3 separate regions of the Gossypium hirsutum genome follow, and regions 2 and 3 are each linked to region 1. A link is a contact called in public Hi-C data. All regions are on one chromosome and are shown on one strand. The core of a region is the stretch at or near the end of the contact, and the rest is flanking DNA. Distances in the headings are between cores, read along the strand shown.

Region 1 (4,267 bases), core at 947-3,446:
AATGCATAGATCTCCAGGCACCATTTGAAAGTGGTCATTCCTGCTAGATGAATGGTAATAGTTTTGTTAGCAAGTAAACTGGAAAGGAATGGCATTTACTAATTCTAAGAGCAGAAGCTATAAACAAGTGAGAATAGCGAATTGCCTGCTATCAAAGCTTGCAGATTGCCTGCTGCCATCAAGGTACAAAGGCCTTGTTGCTCTCTCGCATTTGGCAACAATAAATGTGTCTAGTTGTGGCTCTGGAACTGAAAATCATAGACATAAATCAATAATCAATTGGCAAATTGTAAACAAAATTGCAGTCAATGAGTGGACTTTGTTTTCAAATCAACCACAAGTTCCAAGTACTTGAACAGAAATCACTCAAGAAAAACAAACTAAAGCCTGTTAAGGTGTAAACCTAAAAAAGAACTAGTTACAAATTGCAATGTAATGACAGTAAACAAAATACATGCACATGAATTACTTTCTAGTTATGTCACTCAAACTCAAGTGTTTGTTTGACATGACTATATTTTTTTTTTCTTCTGATTTTTTCTATATATTTCAAAGATCATTTCCCCATCTGTACTGGACATGATACTTCAAGAAAATTTAAGGGTTGGAATAACATGGTTTACTGGCATAACCAAGGATTTCCTGTTCTTGTCATTCCAAGCACCACAAGCCATTAACTTCAAAGTACAGATGAAACCTGAACAGGAAAAGTGATGCCTTATCAAGAAAGTGTAAATGTTGGAGAAAAGATCATTTCAATTACCCATATCATCTTCTTCACTTATAATCGACTGCTTTAATACAGACTGATAATTATCAGGCAATTTTGACAGAACAGTTTCTTCAAGATGTTTCCCAATATCACGAATACACCTGAAACCATGAAATCAAATTTTAAAGATAACTTTTCGGATATATTAAGATGCTCATCTATACCCAGAATATGGAGTTTTAAACCAAGTTTGCCAAATAAACTTAATAAATATAATTCAACTCTCAGAGCCTTTTACCTTTCGGTAAACTTTTCCTCTTCTATTGAAAGCCGGTTCCTATAAGTATCCATTTTCCAGATATGAAACATGAATTTCTCAATCTGCACCAACATCATGACCCAGAAATTCAATGAGAAAATATAAGAGATTTCAGGCAGCAATTCATACAGAAATCAGTAAATGGCAGAACCAGAATGGTTCAATTGATCTCAAACTCCGTTCGAAGAATAGTATCATTTTTCAGCTTTCCCAGGAACAACACAAGCTGAAGATAAAACCAAAAGAAAACAGACAGGGAGAATTAGAAGTCCACCTTCTGCAGCCGAACCCGAAGATAAGATCTCAGCAAAAATTGAGCCCTATCCAGGTCCATCTGATACAGTGATGCAATGAGAGGATCATGACCACTTTCTGCAAAGTCGTCTACTGTTTCCTCCTGCAAATTTTTGCACCAATTCAGTCTCAAAGAAAAGGAATAATTTTTCGACAGGACTTCGATTTTTTTTTCATCGAGTTCAAAATCCGGAGAAATTTTGGGCACTAAAGCTGAAATTGCAACTATAGAGTTAAATTCTACCTATTGAGAAAATTGTAAACCTTAATTAATATGTTACAATAGGTTAACTTTCAATTTAATCTCAAAATCAGTTCCTACAAGTATTCAATTAAGATTAACTTCTCTCTTAAATATTAAAAAAAAATCCAGATCGAAAACGTTTCGACATTCCAGTAAATAACGTAAATAGAAGCAAACAAAAAAAAAATAGAAACGTATAATTGAGAATAATTATAGGTTAATCTTTATTTGTCAATGCAGAATTTCCCCAAAAACAAACAGAGAGAGAGGGTTATGTATGAGATTGAGAAATAGTACCATCAACTGGATCTGCTCTTTAGCTCTTTTAACCAGAGCTTCCTCGAAAGGAAGGATCTCAGGAGACGCTTTCTCATTACGCCATGCTCTCTTCAAGAGCTCCACATCGGTCGTCGAAATTAACGTCTCGTAATCATCGATCTGTTCCGCCGACCAGTCTCCGGCACCCGACGCCATTCTATCTCTCTTTTTCTAGGGTTCTGAATCGAATCTAAAATGACTACTTAACCAGAGAAATTTTCAATTTAGACGAAAAAATGCGACCGGAGTTGCCGCCAAAAGCAAAAGAAAAGGATCGAGTGTTTCCAAGACCAGCACATGACGCTTTTGTTCGTGAGTCTAACACCATTGGATTGCCTGGTTAAAAACGGACGGCTTTGATGGCGTCTTATCCACTCAAACGAATAGCCAAAGGGGAATCTCTCTCTTGATAAAGGCTATATCTATTAGATATATAATTATTAATTATTAATACCAATACGGGTATGGATAAACACAGGGATTGTAAAAAAGAAGGAATTGTTGCAAGTATGCTATGCCAAAACTTAAACCTTTCATCCACACGGGTTATTCAACAGGCACTGCCTTTTAGCAACAAAGCCTTAATTCAAGAGACATATGCTATCCATATCAATATAAGTATTGTTGATCAGAATTTCAATATTTCTGATGTGCAGGATCCATTATATGGCAAGCACAGAGCATACTTTATTGTAAACTCTTTATAAACTCATCTGAAACTTTCTAAGAAGAAGATGATTCAGAGAAAAGGAAAAACTTTAGAAAGCCATAAGTAGAAAAACACACTGGATTTTTATAAAACTTCTTTGTGGTTTTTACAATGAGAATACATCCTCCTTTTATAGCTGAAGGAGATGTAATACAACAAAATAATAAACAGTACTTTGGATAAGGATCAGTCATTAAAGCATAAAGTAAACAGTACATAAAGTAAAAACAGGACTGATATCAGACATTATTTGACATAAAGCAAAATACTTTAATTATTTAAAGCAAGATTCCGGACAAGTGGTTTTCAGCTGTTTACATTTGAATGGGGAAGCTGAGCACTATCCATGGAATCTTCACTGCAGCAGGTCATTTCTTCATCTTTTCCTTTTTCTTTTTCATCGTGTAATTCTATCTTAGCAAGACTGATTTGGCTGTATTGCCACGGGTAATCTTGAGACCATTCTGTGGGGTCAAGAATTCCTTCATGATATTCACGGAGAGTCTTTAGGACTGCTTCATGATAAGGTGTGTATGTCCTTGGCCAGGTGTCCCATGGTGCATCAATATCTGGAGGTGGCCATATCTCAAATGGAATAATCCTGTTGAGCTGGCAAAGAAACTTTTGTAATTCCCGATATTGAACATCATCTTTGAAGACTTCATTTTCAAGAGATTTATGGATCCATGAAGTAGGAAAGGAATTGAGCTGGGTTGCTTTTCCACATTTGACAAAGTATTGAGGCTTATGGAAGATTATAATCATATAACTTCCATAATTACCTTTTTTCTGATTGCAATGCTGCTCAATGATCTGGAGCCATTGTGGGAAAGGATGGAACCAACTAAGGAAAGTAAAGAAATTTTGGTGTTCTGGTTCAATGTTTCCTCTGATGGCTTTTTTCAAGTAGTAGAGAAGATCAGGGGTGTCGAACTGTATGGCAATATGGTAAAGATAAGTGAAATACCATAAGAACCATTTTAATTCATTTGGTTGTTCAACAAATTTAAACCTTATTGGGTGTATAAAAGGATAATCTGGATGAATTCCCCAAGGTTTAAGAATAAGTCCCCCAAAATTTTTGAAAACTTGAATCTAGTACTCAAACATCATGTCTCTAGCTTTCTGATGAAAACAATTTTTTTCTACAAGAGAAAAAACTTCTGAAGGGTATTCAGGGTGAAGATTGGGAGTGACAGTGTATGGGGTAGGAGAGGTTGATGATGAGGAATAGGGTCTGTACATCATGATTGATCTAGGCCAAAAAACTCTTTTATAGGCAAAGACTTCTGGATTTTCTTTCGGTCTGGAAAGTAGATCAGCGAGAACATTTTGTTTTCCTGGTATATGTCTAACATCAAAACTGAATTTAGAAAACCATTCTACCCATCTTAAGAGTTGTGGGTGAGGGACAGTTTTCTATTTGAATTTGAGCATTTTTGGGAATGAAGACATATCCATTTCTACTAGAAAATGATAACCCAGAAGATGGAATTTGAATTTTGCCATACCTTTTTTAACTGCAAGAATCTCCTTGAATGTGGAGTGGTAATGAATTTCTGCTTCTGAGAATCTTCCACTCTTGTATCCACAGAGTTGTCTTTTTCCATTTCTTTTTTCAAGCAAGATTGCTCCCCAGTATTTATCACTGGCATCTGTCTGTAAAATTCT
Region 2 (4,267 bases), core at 874-3,373, 190 kb before region 1:
GATTTTGGGCTATAATCGTTTTTTGGGGAAGTGCTCAATTTTTATTGCAGAACTTTGGAGCATTTTAGATGGTTTAATATTACTGATTCAAAAACAATGTTATGATGAGGTCGTCATCCAATCTGATAATCTTGAGGTCATTAAAATCATTGGCGACAGTAAACTTGAAGGATCAAATTCTGCCTTGGTTAGGCGAATTCAATAGATTTTATCAACTAAAAAGAAGTGATTCTAGGAATACATCCCTAGAGAATTTAGTAAGGCAGCGGATGCAATAGCAAAAATTGCTTCATTGAACGATGAAGACTTACATATGTTCGAAGATCTTCCCGTTGCAATCAAAGAAATACTATAAGAAGATAGTATTAGAGGCACTATATCTATGTATAAATCCATGTAATCATCTGTTCTTTACTTTACACCAAGAAGAAAGACATATAATAATAACATTTATCGACGTAAAATATTTTACTTAAATGAATTCAATTTTAACGTTGTAATATAAAATTAATGAATATTAAATTGTGAAGCTTAAAATGTATTTTTAAAGAAAGACATATATTAATAACATTTATCAAATTAAATTTATATTTTTCAAATATAATAAGAATTAATTATATTCATTGATTAAAGTAGCACAAAAATAAATACAAAATTACAAAAATTGAATATTAACAATTTAAAGATTAAAACAAATTAATTTAACAATATATATAAAATAAATAACCTGTAAGAAATTATTAATAATATTTTTAAATTATAATATATTAATATTATTAATAATAGTTTTAAACTATAATGTATTAATATTAATATTTATACCATGATGAATTTTTGTATTGTTTTAATAGTAAATAATTTTAAGATCAAATAACACTAATATAACTTATTCTAAATTAGTTAAATATTTTTATTTACATTAATTTTTTAATTTAATAATATTTTTTGAAGAAATTAACATAAATTAATGTTAAAAAAGAATTAAAAAGTTAATATATATAATTGTGCATCACATAAGAATACAAATTAGTTCCAATAAATAATGCTGAAATAAATTTCAAGAAGTGAAATAATTGTATACCTAATATAAATATTACAAAAAATAAGTATAATGATAAATGAGGGCTAAGAATATTATTTTGATTCCAAAAGTGTTTTTTCAAAAAAAAAAAAGCACCTATTCCTTTTAAGTTTATACTATTGCATATGACTTTAAGGTGTATTTGGTTGGATGAAAAAAATAGAGGAATAGAAGGAGAAAATGGAAAAATAGAAAGAAAATAAATTTAGAGTGTACTTAGTTGGGAAGAAAAGTGAGAGAAAATAAAATAAGAGAGATATCATTTTCCATTCTAATGTATAAAAATTAATCTTTCTAAATTAAAATGATCAGAAAAGAGAAAATGGGAGAGAAGTGTATGTTTGTTCAAATTTTACATTTTTTGATTGTTTTATTTGCTTTCCTTTCATTTTTCAACTCTACTAAGCAATTAAGAGAAAAAAATTATTTTTTTTCATCTTTTTTACCAAGCATATCCACTGAAAGAAAATTTATATTTTCCATCCTTCTAGTTTTCCTCTCCAATTTTCTAAATTTCTTTCCTTTGTACCAAACAAAGCTTAAGGGTGTGATTGGTTAGGAAAAAAAGTGGAGCAATGTCAGAAGGGAGTGGAAAAATGGAAAGAAAATAAATTTTAAATATGCTGGGTGGGAAAGAAAATGAGAGAAACAATAATTTTTCATTCTAATACATAAAAATAAATTCTTCCAAATTGAAATGGTGATTGGAGAGAAAGTGGGAGAAGTGTCTCTTAGTTTAAATTATATATATTTCAAATATTTTATTTTATTTCATTAAATCTTTCAATTTTACCAGGTAATGGAGGAAAAAAATCTTTTCCATCTTTTCTACTCGACACATATATAAAAAGAAAAATAATATTTTCTTTTATCTTTTTATTTTTTCATCCTTCAATTTTTCATCATTTTAATTTTCTTTTCACTGGAAAAACACGTTTTTAAATAAAAATGTCAAATTATTTAACTATTTTTAAAATTAAGTACTAATTAAACATAAACAACAAAGGGAAAAATATACACCAAGTTTAACCGGTCGTAATTTGATGAAAGAAGATGGGGTGGGCTGCTTCAAGTTGAAAATTGATTGCCCAAAATCAAAAGGCTCATTATAAAATGTTTTCATTCTACATCTCGTAATTTAACCACAAAAGCAGGCATCATTTTGGAAACTTCGTAAATTATTAATTCCCAGTTCAGTCTAGGCGCAAGTCATCGCCGGTAGTGGCTAAAAAGCTCATACAAAATTAATTGAGTAACCATTTTCACGCATTTCTCCTCTGTTTTTATCACTGAAATGGAATCGAGATCGAGGTTATCGTCTATGTTATCATGTTCGATATTTCTCGTTACACTCAGTGGACTCGCAACTTTATCCGATTCTACTCAACAAGCGTTCAAAAGAGACCCTGATCACCCTCACTGGCACCATAGCGCATTCCTCGAAGTTCGCGACAGCGTCCGATCCGATGTTCGCCGCACGCTCCACGCGCGTGCTGAGGTAATCGATTCTCGCTCTGAAAATCTTGTTAAATCTGTGAAGAAATTATGACGACTTTTTCCTCGCCAATTTTCATCGAGTTTTCTTTTTCTTTTTTGAAAAAATTCATATTATTAATAATATCGGGTTTTCATCGAGGTTTTTTCATTTTAATTATTAATTTAGAGCGTCGAATTTACGAAAATTATAGGACTCGAATTGACTGAATTTGAGCTACACAGTTGATCTATCCTAAAATGTAATTCAAAATTCGAATTGCGTTCTGAAAATCTCTCGAACCTTGAAGAGTTAGTGGCTGCTAGCTTAGTTCTTCTCATCTCTGGTTATGATTAGAAAAGGTTCCCTTTCTAAAAATCTTGTTAAATCTCTAAAGAAACTTATATGGACATTTTTCTCGCCAATTTTCATTGATTTTTTGTTGTTTTAGTGATTACTTTAAAGGAACTTACCAATATTATAGGTTTCGACTTGAGTGAATGAGCTACGTAGTTGATCTCTCCCAAAATGTGATTCAAAATTTAAATTGCGTTCCTGAAATCCCTAGAAACATGAAGAGGTTGTGGCTGTTAGCTTAGTTTTACTCATCTATGGTTATGATTAGAACAAGTTCTGTTGTGCAGGTTCCATTTCAGGTTCCGCTCGAGGTGAATATGGTGCTAATTGGTCTCAATGGAGATGGTGGCTATCGGTACAATGTCGATGCACAGAAATTGGAGGAGTTTCTGAGAGTTAGCTTTCCCTCTCATAGGCCTTCCTGTCTCGAGACCAAGGAGCCCCTTGATATCGAACATCATGTTGTTTATAACACATTTCCTGTAAGTTTTTTCATTCCTTATTGCATCTTAATAATTACTACTGGTTTAAGCTTCAGCTAGATATCTAAACTGAGTTGTTACTGTTGTTCTTCACTTATTTGTTCTACTATAGGCAGGACAGCCAGAATTGATTGCGCTTGAGAAGGCACTGAAGGAGGCCATGGTTCCTGCTGGTTCCGCAAGAGAGGTCTACTATATTGCTTCATATTTACTATTACTCTTGATAGTGGCAAGAATATTAACCATATGAATTCTTTTGTATATCAATTTCTTTTTTCGCAAGAGAGGTCTACTATATTGCTTCATATTTACTATTACTCTTGATAGTGGAAAGAATATTAACCATATGAATTCTTTTATATATCAATTTCTTTTTTTCTTTTTTTTTCATTTTACATATTAGCCTGATTTTGGGAGAGAGGTGCCCCTATTTGAGGTGGAAGCAACAGCTGTGGAGCCAGTATTCCAAAAGCTATATTCATATATATTTGACATGGAAAGTGGGGGATATTCTGCTAAAGAGATGGATAGACCTGTGCCAACTGCTATATTTATTGTTAACTTCGACAAGGTATAAGCTAAGTATAATTTCAAACATTAGTTCTGTGTTTTGTTAAGTATAATTTCAAACATTAGTTCTGTGTTTTGTCTGTATGAAACTTTGACCATTCCTAGTGTTTTTGTTTTTCCTTTCCCCTTACATGGCTGCATTGTTTTGAAATTTTCCTTCTTGATACACTGGTGAATGATTCGGCCTCTTTTTAGGTCCGAATGGATCCTAGGAATAAGGAGGTTGATCTTGATAGTTTGATGTATAGCAAACTTACCCCACTGACTAATGAAGAAATGAAACAACAAGAGGGAGACTACATA
Region 3 (4,267 bases), core at 581-3,080, 160 kb after region 1:
AATTAAAACCAAAATAAAATAAAATTTAAAATTTGAGATAGTAAAAGAATAATATATATATATATATATATATAAATAATTAAGCCCAAATAAAGAAAGAAACAAGCGTAAATAAAATGGTTGAAAAATAGAAATCAGGCGTAAATGGCAAAAACTTGGGGGAGAAGAATATAAAAAGAAAAAAAAATAATTAAAAGTGGAAAATGAAGATGGCGTGTAGGGGAAGCAACCACAAGAGAAGGAAAGAATATACCAAAACCGCGTAAAAGAGCATGTGGTTTGGGAAGAGAAGGTGGCCGTTGGATGGGACACGTAGGAACGGAAAAGAGGACAAAAATACACGTGTAAATGAAAAGAGAGGCGACATCGGCCGTGATTCGGGGACCAAAATGCAGGGGCAAATGTGGTTTCACGAAATCATTTTTATTACAAAATTACAAAACCACTTTTTATGTAGCAGCAAAGAATGGTGGACAGAAATTTGCAACTTTTTTTCCACATTTTTCACTTCCATTTTCCTTTTCTTCTTTTTTTGGGATTTTCTCCGTAGAAGTTTGGTTGTACCTTTGAAAACACGATTACTATATTTTTATTTTGTCGGCAATGACAAAAATTGAAAATCCCTAGACGAAAATTCTCACATAAATAAATAAAAATTAATATTATCAGTGAGTAAATTTAGTTATGATTATTTTTTTAATATTAAAATTTGAATTATCGTTAATTAAAAATAAAATAATTAAGTGATAATATAAAATAGTTATTTTATCTTTAAGCTATAAGAGATAACTATGAATAAAAGAGTTTAAATTCTTGTAGAACAATCAAATGGACAAAAAATCACTTTCACTCATGTGATTAGATCAAATGAAGTATCTCAAAAAGCTTAGAAAATCTTTATAGATTTCTCTACTTGAATCAATTTTGACAAACACTATAGTTGCTTTAAGGAAAAATTACATTTCAATCAAGTTTAATTGCGGAGAAAAAGTTAAAAATTATTTTTGAAAAAAACCACTTTTCAATTCAAATCAATCGAAAAAAAGATGTACAAATCTATTTTAAAAGCAAACCATTACCATACTAGAAGCAATTTGCATCCATCTAAAAAGCAAGTATAAACAATTACTAAATTGAAGTAAAATAGAAGAAAAGACACAAATGATATATATTTTTTAGTATTGGATAAATTTCAAGAGATTATATAACTTTTTTAACTCTGAAATTTGTAAGACACAACGTTTGAATTTGCATGATGGTATTATAATTAGTGAATTTTGGTCGAATGTAGAAAAGCCAAAGTTAATGAATAATTTGGAAAAAGAATTTCGGATTGAATGAAAATTGAAGAGTTATAAATAAAAGAAATAATATAGACGGAAATCGGATTGAACCAGGTTATTTGATTTTTTAGGACAATGTCTGGTGAGGCGTGTGGGTTTTGTCGGGGAAGAAGTAGGCGAGTAATGAGTTAGAAACTCAGCTGACGCATACATTGGCTCAGCATTTCATAACGCGCTTATTTATTACTTCATTTTCCAATATCAGTTATAAGAGAAATAGAGGTTTTTTTTTTAAAAGAAAAGAAAAGAAAAGAAAATTTCAGATATGGTGAGGTGGTGGCACCCTTTTCTCACTTTTTTTTTTAAAAAATGATATAGATTTCACGTACTACTTTTTTTTTTTAATATGAAGTTAAAAAATAAAGACTAAAGTTGGGTGGCCTTGAAAAGCCAAAAAGATGGAAAAATGATAGAAAAAACACCTTAATAAATTGAAAGCAAAAATAGAGAAGAGACGAGATTAGGTAAGTTAGATTAGAGGTAGTAAGTAATTAAAAGAGAAAATATTTGTTTAAAAAATAAAATAAGAAAAGGAGTAAAAAAGACGGCCCCCGTCAACGCGTACCCAAAGGTAGACCTAAAATAGAGGGGGCGGTCCATAAACAATAAATGCGGTCCAACACCGGCCTCCGTTAATCGCCACGTACCGTACACTTAATCAACCGGCAAATGCCGGTCTCTACTCTTCTCCTATGCTTATACTATAATCCCAAGCTGTTCTCCAAATTCCCAACCCAAAGTCTTTTTCACATACACTTCACCCCATTTTCTCACTCTCTTTTTCTATCATTTTTTTTTTAAGAAAATGTCTCTTTTTGGTTTAATGCAAAGATAAGAACTTTGGGTTCCTTTTGTTTCTTAGAAAAACAAAAAATATGGAGGAGAATATGTGAAAAAGTGTGTGGAGAAGAAGAAAGAGAATTTCATTTCCATGGCGAATTTAATATTTTCCGATGAGAATCCGTCAGCGGCGGCAGCAGCAGCAGCAGCAGAAGCGACCAGTTCCGGTGGAAGCATCTTTGACATGGCAACTGGAGCAGGGGCATGTGATGGAGATACTAAGTGGGGGTCTTCTTTAGGTTTCATGGACTTGCTTGGCATCCATCAAGATTTCATTGCCCCTTCTTTATTCGATTCCTTTCAGCCACCACCGATTCTTCCACCACCACCTCCCTCAACATCATCTGAACCACTTCTTCACCAACAACTGGACGCGAAGCAGCTTCAAGCCCTTCCATCGCCGGCCTCCACCCTGCCGGAATCTTCTGAAGTTTTAAACAACCCTGCAACACCAAACTCTTCTTCCTTCTCTTCTTCATCTAATGAAGCTGCAAATGATCATGAACCAACCAAAGCTGAAGATGATGAAGAAGAAGAGCAGCATCAAGACAAGACAAAGAAACAGTAAGCTAACCTTTCTTTGACTATCATTTATGGCTTTGGATTCAATACTCACTCTCTCTATTTATTGTTTCTGTTTTTGAGTTAGATATTTGGGGTAGTGTGGGATAAACTTTTGGTTGCTTTGTATTGCTGATTTTTTAAGTAAAGGTTTTGTTTTTTAGCTTTGCTTTTGCTTTTATGGGTTTAGGTTGAAACCCAAAAAGAAGAACCAAAAAAGGCAAAGGGAACCGAGATTTGCGTTCATGACAAAGAGTGAAGTTGATCACTTAGATGATGGTTACCGATGGAGAAAGTATGGCCAAAAAGCTGTGAAAAACAGCCCTTTTCCCAGGTATCAATCAATATCTAATCTAATAACCCCTCTCCCTTTTCATATTGGTCCACTAATGTTCATTTTTAGTAAGCATTGCTATATTATATGGTTGAAAAACAGGAGCTATTATCGTTGCACCAGCGCTGGCTGTGGGGTGAAGAAGAGAGTCGAGAGATCCTCCGATGATCCCACCATCGTTGTCACCACTTACGAAGGCCAACACAAGCATCCCTACCCGATAACTCCTCGAGGAAGCATTGGAATCAACATGGATCCCTCCTCTAGTTTTGGCCCATCTTTTGTTGTTCCTCAACCTCAGTATTTACATCAGCAGCAACAATTGCAACCCTATATATATAACTCATCGCCTTCTTTGAACATTACTAGTATCACTACTAGTGGCTCTAGCTTCAATGCCTCGATCCCTGATTTCCTTCAAGACAGACGTTTTAATACTTCTCCTACTTCTTCTTCAGCTTCGTTACCAAGAGACAATGGACTCCTTCAGGATATTGTTCCAACACAGATGAGGAAAGAGGCAAAGGAACAGTAAGACAGTATGGGTTCTTTTTTTATATATAATTATATGATTGCTGGTATGTTGTTTCCTAATCCTTTACTAACTGATAAAAAACCCAATTCACTATATCTTTTTTTATTCAATCTATTATCATCTGTATAAAATCACCTGTCTTTTTATAGTGTTTTTGCAGGAGAACAAGTGGTTTTGTACTTGGTTTTTCTTGTGGTTATTATTCTTTGTATTTAAGGAGAATTCAATTATGGAAATATTGGGGTTTTTTTATTATTAATTTCTTCCAATTGTGCTACACGTTAGTCATTTTCTTCTCCTTTCTTTTTCATTGTATGCATTGTCAAGAGAGAAAACGTAGGTACAAAGAAGACTTTAGGGTTAGGGTTTTTTTCATGAAAAAGTCGTCATGCAGACTAGTTGTTAGCAAAGCAATATTTTATTGGATGCGTCAAAGCTCTTGAACTTGTAGAAAAAGGAAGCTGGGAAATCTACCCTAGGAAGCTAGAGAAAGAGAGAGGGCAGGGCAGTGAAAACAATGTGTTAAAAGTTAAATTATTATTTGAATGCCATATGTTTCATTGATGGAAGTGCAAAGAAAAAGATGAAAAAAAACAATGACTTGGTAGTCTAATTCACATTAGCCCCTTTTAAAAATCATGGATTTTTCTTCCT

The links. A called contact is a pair of places that touch in the nucleus more often than the background predicts.
Region 2: a Hi-C map of leaf shows a contact between it and region 1, with 2.5 times the contacts expected there. The contact joins the promoter of LOC107896599 here to the promoter of LOC107896602 in region 1. A contact is called at or near these places in 15 of 34 Hi-C or Micro-C datasets (anther, callus, fibers and 2 more).
Region 3: a contact with region 1 is called in a Hi-C map of leaf, with 3 times the contacts expected there. The contact joins the promoter of LOC107896591 here to the promoter of LOC107896602 in region 1. A contact is called at or near these places in 9 of 34 Hi-C or Micro-C datasets (callus, hypocotyl, leaf and 1 more).

Annotation. Positions count from the first base shown.
Region 1 is chrA10:101,643,094-101,647,360 of Gossypium_hirsutum_v2.1, forward strand. It overlaps LOC107896602 (DNA replication complex GINS protein SLD5), which reads right to left and starts at 2,197. Exons shown (of 6, transcript XM_016821805.2): 1 at 1,867-2,197; 2 at 1,306-1,428; 3 at 1,011-1,093; 4 at 764-873; 5 at 146-248; 6 at 1-40. The coding sequence starts at 2,043.
Region 2 is chrA10:101,453,013-101,457,279 of Gossypium_hirsutum_v2.1, forward strand. It overlaps LOC107896599, which reads left to right and starts at 2,124. Exons shown (of 16, transcript XM_041079142.1): 1 at 2,124-2,579; 2 at 3,200-3,394; 3 at 3,507-3,581; 4 at 3,798-3,965; 5 at 4,160-4,267. The coding sequence starts at 2,376.
Region 3 is chrA10:101,806,222-101,810,488 of Gossypium_hirsutum_v2.1, forward strand. It overlaps LOC107896591 (probable WRKY transcription factor 48), which reads left to right and starts at 1,831. Exons shown (of 3, transcript XM_016821788.2): 1 at 1,831-2,747; 2 at 2,935-3,078; 3 at 3,181-4,210. The coding sequence starts at 2,275. The coding sequence ends at 3,613.